2 separate regions of the Rattus norvegicus genome follow, and region 2 is linked to region 1. Evidence: chromatin contacts called from public Hi-C data. All regions are on one chromosome and are shown on one strand. Each heading gives the region's core, a stretch centred on a gene start, on an enhancer-like site or on the middle of the called end of the contact. The rest is flanking DNA. Distances are from core to core; before and after follow the strand shown. Region 1 holds the start of Neurog2 (neurogenin 2). Region 2 holds the start of Ap1ar (adaptor-related protein complex 1 associated regulatory protein).

Region 1 (3,154 bases), core at 151-2,650:
ACTCTGGTTCAGTGGAAAGGGTGCTAAGGGGGAGGAACAAATCAGAACAAGTTTCCTCTCAACTCCAGCAGGGAGCTACCGCTCGGTTTTGTTTTGTTTTGTTTTGTTTTGTTTTGTTTTCCTCACTGAAAAAGCAGAATTGGAGGACCGGCCCCATGTCTCAACAACGCCCCCCAGAGCGGAGCAAAGGTCAAGTGTCAGTGTGGCCCACTCGCTCCTAGGAGCAGCAGCCCTCTTGAATTTGCCACCCCCACAGGAAGCCACCTCAAAATATCATTTGGCTGTATTAACCTGTTGTTGATACCCAACTCCTTCCGCACCAGAAGCCCCCCAAATTACATCAATGCGTGAAGCCTCGCTGTGTCTCAGGTAAAATGGGTGTGTCATGTGAGTGTGTTTATTATTATTTTTAATGCCCATCTATTGCTCTCCGACCGATTTCCCCTTTTAGGGGACGTCTCTGTGAACTCCTAAGGTTCCCCAGCCAGGCATACACTAGTTTCTCTGGAACTCAAGCACTCTCAAGTGTCTACTGCCTGGCTCATGAACATATCCCTTCCCTTTCCTAATCAGACTCAGGCGTTTTAAAAACCATTTTCTATTTAATACAGCCCCAAAGAGACTTTGCCTAGAGATGGCTGGCAACACCACCCGGCTGCCTTCTCCGGGATTCTGACTCTCACTAATTCCGAGGAGGCTCGGGTCGTGGGTGAGGCCGGGCTGAGACCGGTGGGACTTGTATGCTAGCATCCGGGCAGGGGCAGCCCCTGCTGCCTCGAAGACCAGGGCGGGAGCAGTAGTTGGGGTGCCCCCTCCCCCGCCATGGGCCCCCAGCGCTCGGGCCCCTAATGAGCTGCTGAAAGGGAGCGGGCTCCGGTGCGCGTGGCTCGCAGGCCTCCCGGAGTCTCGGGAACACTGATTGGCCAGCTGCGCCTCGCGACCTCCTTTCATTAATAAATTAGCGGCACGCTCCAGCCGAGCGCGAGCCACCAATCACAATAGACAGCGGCGGCGACAACAGCCGCAGCTTGAGCCACTGCCGCCGCCGCCGCCGCCGCCGCCGCGGCTCCGGTAGCTTGGGCTGCAGCCTGGAGCGCCAACAGGAGCTTTAGAACCATTTTATGCTGATTAGATAAAGGGGGGACGGAGGGGCGGGGGTGATGGAGGAGGAGGATGGATGGCCGGGCCAAGGGAGGGGGAGAGGGACTAAAGAAAGGGAAAGAAATGAATGATGATAATACGATGAAAAGAATAAGCTGGAGGGGGAGAGCGGGGGACTGGAGGAGGTGCAGGACAGGCGGAGGAGGAGAGGGCGGGGGGAGGGTAGGTGAGGAGGGGGCCCCGGGGCAGATCTGATTGTTTTCTTGGTGGTATATAAGGGGTTTTAAGGAGAGTCGTGTGCCAGACACGCAGCCACTGAACCACAAGCAGCTCGGCTTTAACTGGAGTGCTTGGGAGTCGCGTGCCAGCAGCCGCACGGCCAGGGACTGACTGACAGACGGACACGCACGAGCACAACACACGAGACCCAGGCGGGCTGCCGCGGTCGCCCGGGCTCTTGGCAAAGTCGCCCAGCAGAAAGGCCCCCCGCAGAGGTGCGCCGAGGAAGCGCCAAGCCGGCGGCGCGGAGGACACCGTGCTCCGTTCCGGGCTGCGGGGACATTCCCAGACACACACACACACACACGCGCGCGCGCGCGCACACACACACACACACACACACACACACACACACACACCCCACACACACCAGAGCAGCAGCTGCACCGCGACACATCTGGAGCCGGGTAGGTAAGTGTGCACGCCGCGGCTCTCAACTTCGCAGGCAGTGTCCCCACGCAGGCCCACGCCGCCCATGCTAACTCCATCGCTCTGGACGCAGTGGCTTCTGTGACCCAAAGTGACCGTTCAGAAGGTGGCTCGAGCCAGGGGCGCTCCTCTCCAGCTCTTCTTTCCCCACCTTCGTGGATGCACCTTGGGGGAAGGGAGTTGTTGGGGCGACACTTCGCCCAGTTCCTGTAGTAAATTTTATCTGCCCCCTCTTCTTTCGCAGGATGTTCGTCAAGTCCGAGACTCTGGAGTTGAAGGAGGAAGAGGAGGTACTGATGCTGCTGGGTTCGGCTTCCCCAGCCTCGGCGACCCTGACTCCGATGTCCTCCAGCGCGGACGAGGAGGAGGACGAGGAGCTGCGCCGGCCAGGCGCCGCGCGTGGGCAGCGCGGGGCGGAAGCCGGGCAGGGGGTGCAGGGCAGTTCGGCGTCGGGTGCCGGGGGTTGCCGGCCAGGGAGGCTGCTGGGCCTGGTGCACGAGTGCAAGCGTCGCCCGTCGCGCGCACGGGCCGTCTCCCGAGGCGCCAAGACTGCGGAGACGGTGCAGCGCATCAAGAAGACCCGCAGGCTCAAAGCCAACAACCGCGAGCGCAACCGCATGCACAACCTGAACGCCGCGCTGGACGCGCTGCGCGAGGTGCTGCCCACCTTCCCCGAGGACGCCAAGCTCACGAAGATCGAGACGCTCCGCTTCGCCCACAATTACATCTGGGCGCTCACCGAGACCCTCCGCCTGGCGGACCACTGCGCGGGCGGTGGCAGCCTCCAGGGGGCGCTCTTCTCCGAGGCGGTGCTGCTGAGCCCCGGAGCGGCGCTCGGCGCCAGCGGGGACAGCCCTTCGCCATCCTCCTCCTGGAGCTGCACCAACAGCCCCGCGTCCTCCTCCAACTCCACGTCCCCATACAGCTGCACTTTATCACCCGCTAGCCCCGGGTCAGACGTGGACTACTGGCAGCCCCCACCTCCGGAGAAGCACCGTTATGCACCTCACCTGCCCCTCGCCAGGGACTGTATCTAGAGCAGCCGGGTCTCCCTCTTTCGTCCTCTACCTGGCCCTCTTCCCACCTTTCTCCTGTCCCCCAGCCTCCGTGCCCCGCACTCCACTTCACAGAGCAGAGGTGGCCTTTGCTATCCCCTCGGCTGCTGGTGCATTCGGGTGTGGAGACCCGCTTTGATTTATTGAAGATGTGAGGATTTATGGTCAAAGGATTATGGCGTGCGGGGTTGCGGTGGGAGTTGGGGCTGGGAGGGGGGTGGACTTCGTGAGACTATAAAGAGACTGAGGAAAAGTACCATAACTAACGAGTGTGCAGAGCAGACTGACGA
Region 2 (2,870 bases), core at 90-2,589, 220 kb after region 1:
CCACAATTTTAATGAATAGCATCTAATTAAAATATCATTTGTAAAGTCACTGTTAAAAAAACACCCAAGGTTCTTACAGAACCCAGGTAACATACTCCAAAGTCAAATACAAGAATATATTGTCCATCACAGAATTCAAAACACTCCTTCCCAGAGTTTGTTATGCCTTCCAAGGAATGATAATAAAGCCAAAGATGGTGTAATGTCCAGTTCTTCCATGAGCCCATTTCTACAGCTTTACGAGTTCACTCATAGGATACTTAGAAGAGCATGATTTTGGATCACAATACAAAACAGCTGTCACATGCCTGTGAAAGTAACGGTATCGAAATCAGGAAAATCAAAACACCAAACTAAGTAGAAATCTTTTAAGTCCACCCATTCCCATTCTAGGGGTGCACAGTGTAACACCTTAAGTACTTTGACACACTGCTTGATGAGTGAATCATTTCATAATGTATCCATGACTCAAAGATTCGAATTACAAATCACTTGTTTCCAGTTTGTGTACGCTGATAGTTTCGTGATACAAAGCTATTGGCTCAAAATTTGGCACAATGCTTAAGAAAGTAAAAAACAGAATATTCTTTAGATAGATTAGCTGGCTTAGGTTTTTTGCTTCTAGATTTAAATTTTTGGGAAATACTTAGGAAGAATAAAATCAACATCAATGCTATGTGCCCCTGTTTTTTTTTTTTTTTTCTTTACTTCATTATTCAAGGAAATAAAGATAGAACAGTAATCATACAATTTTGCTATTGGATAGTGCAGATAGAGAATTCTTAAGCATATCCACTTTCACACAAGAGAAGTGATGCTAGGTTTTATTTTGATTAGATTACCAAGCATAGCAATCACAGCGGGGCATTTCTTTTCAAAATTCTAAGTATTACTATTAAAAGATTCACAAACTGTCGCACCAATCACTTAAATGGCCAGTGTGCACTGTGATCCTGTATCTCTTTTACCTAACAGAGTTCACCAGAGCCTGGAGCAGAAGTGCCTTCCATTTAAAATGCACCTGAGGCATCAACCTTGGGGTCAGATTTTCACCAGTTCTGTCAAGGCCCAAAAGGAAGACCAAATACAGAGACCGACGCTTCGGCAGTAAGTCAAAGTAGGGTGTGTCCAGACGGCAGTGCGGGGTGCTCACAGGAGCCGTGCCTCCCGAGGTAAGTCTTAAGGGACATGGATCACGCACGGGGGCGGGGGTACCACCACCGCCGACCCCGGGCGGGCATCCGGGCCTGCGCTGCCGCTTACCCTCCGCCCGCTCGCTGCAGCCGACCCGCTTCCCGGCGGAGCAGCCCGAAGCATTGCGTCCAGCAGCAGTTCCCCATCGCATGCCGCCTGGAGCTGCCGCTCCTCCTCCAGCCCCGAGCGCGAGCCCAGGCGGAGCAGCTGCATCCGCGCCGGCCGGAGCTCGGCAGACGGTGATGTAGGGAACAAAGGCCGCCGCTAGGCCCGCGGGCTCCTGGATACCCGGGCGCGAGGGACGAGCGCAGGGCCGTGGGGTCCCGGGTCGCCAGCCGTCCGCATGGCCTGCTTGCCACCCGCCCGAGCCGGTCACCGCCCCGGCACCCGCGGGAGGCCCGCGCCGCCACGCCCCCTGCCGCTTCTGTGTTCCCATTGGACACGCTTCTGGCGGCTCCGCTTCCGGCGGCTGGCGTGTGCGTCATTTCCGCTAGCTTCCGGTTTGGCTGTCTCAGTTTGGCAGGAGGCGCTGTTCTTGGTTGTAGGTGATGTGTGGTGAATTTCCCTCTCTGTGTGTCATGTCTGGCGTCTTCGTCACTTGCTATCAAGCCATGGGGATAGTGCAGGGAGCGTCGAGCGCAGGCTTAGCCTTCGAACTTTGTACCTAAAGCACACGAGCCTCCTCCCCTGCAGCAGCGGGTCGCAAGTTACCCAACGAATGCGTTCCAGTACTGCACCAGAGCTAGAGGTAGAGACTAGGAACTCATTGCCATTACTTAGAACACACCAAGAAGGTTTTGTTTTGTTTTAAATTCTTCAAATATTCTCGTTTGCGTGGCAGCGTATGCCCGTTATACTGCCAGCGTACTGGAGAAACACTTAACTGTACTACTAGCCAGATTTTCTTTTATTAAAAACGAAAAATTCAAGTTTGGGAATGTAGCTCGGTTGGTAGAAGTATGGTGGGAAATCTGCGGTCGCAGTATTTGACAGATGAAAGCAGAGCCATAAATTCAAGGTTAACCTCAGATACACTTTAAAGTTGGAGGTTGCGTGAGACCCTGTCCTTTTTTTCTTTTTCTTTTCTTTTCTTTTCTTTTCTTTTCTTTTCTTTCTTTCTTTCATTCTTTTTCTTTTCTTTCTTTTTTTTTTTTTTGTAAAGGTTAAAGTAATTTTAGGTGGAGAAGATGAGAACCAGGAAATCAGCAAAAGGTCTTGAATTTTCAGGAGAACAAGCCATTTCTAATTCAAATATGTGGCTCCAACTTGAGAGCAAGGCTGGGGTGAAGATCCATGTCCTCAAATGCTACCCTAAAACCCAGTCTCGGACATTGGGTAGCTTTAGAAGCAGAAGTATGTCTGTGAGTTGGAGGCCGGCCTGGTCTACAGAGTCAGTTCCTGGCCAGCCATGTCTATGAAACGAAACCCTGCTCTTACCCGGATTGGATATAAGGCATGGTTTCACAGATGCCTAGTCCTGTGGATAACATGCTTCATTGATAACCATTGAAATTACTATTTTAACCCACTTTAATGTGAGTGGAATAGTTACATTGAAAAAAAATAGTACTACTAATAAAGCATTCTACTCATAGTGCTGGTTCTTAACCACCAAGGCCAACCACGATTTCGGTCTTAGCACTTAACTGGTCTACTTGACCCTTTGGTATTCAAGT

What was found. Hi-C and Micro-C count contacts between places; a contact is called where the count stands out from the background.
Region 2: a Hi-C map of kidney shows a contact between it and region 1, with 4 times the contacts expected there. The contact joins the promoter of Ap1ar here to the promoter of Neurog2 in region 1. A contact is called at or near these places in 5 of 12 Hi-C or Micro-C datasets (Schwann cells, frontal cortex, kidney and 2 more).

What each region holds. Positions count from the first base shown.
Region 1 is chr2:218,765,805-218,768,958 of GRCr8, forward strand. Neurog2 (neurogenin 2) reads left to right here and starts at 1,401. Exons shown (of 2, transcript NM_001398677.1): 1 at 1,401-1,791; 2 at 2,054-3,154. The coding sequence starts at 2,055. The coding sequence ends at 2,846.
Region 2 is chr2:218,981,875-218,984,744 of GRCr8, forward strand. Ap1ar (adaptor-related protein complex 1 associated regulatory protein) reads right to left here and starts at 1,340. Exons shown (of 11, transcript NM_001191850.1): 1 at 1,264-1,340. The coding sequence starts at 1,340.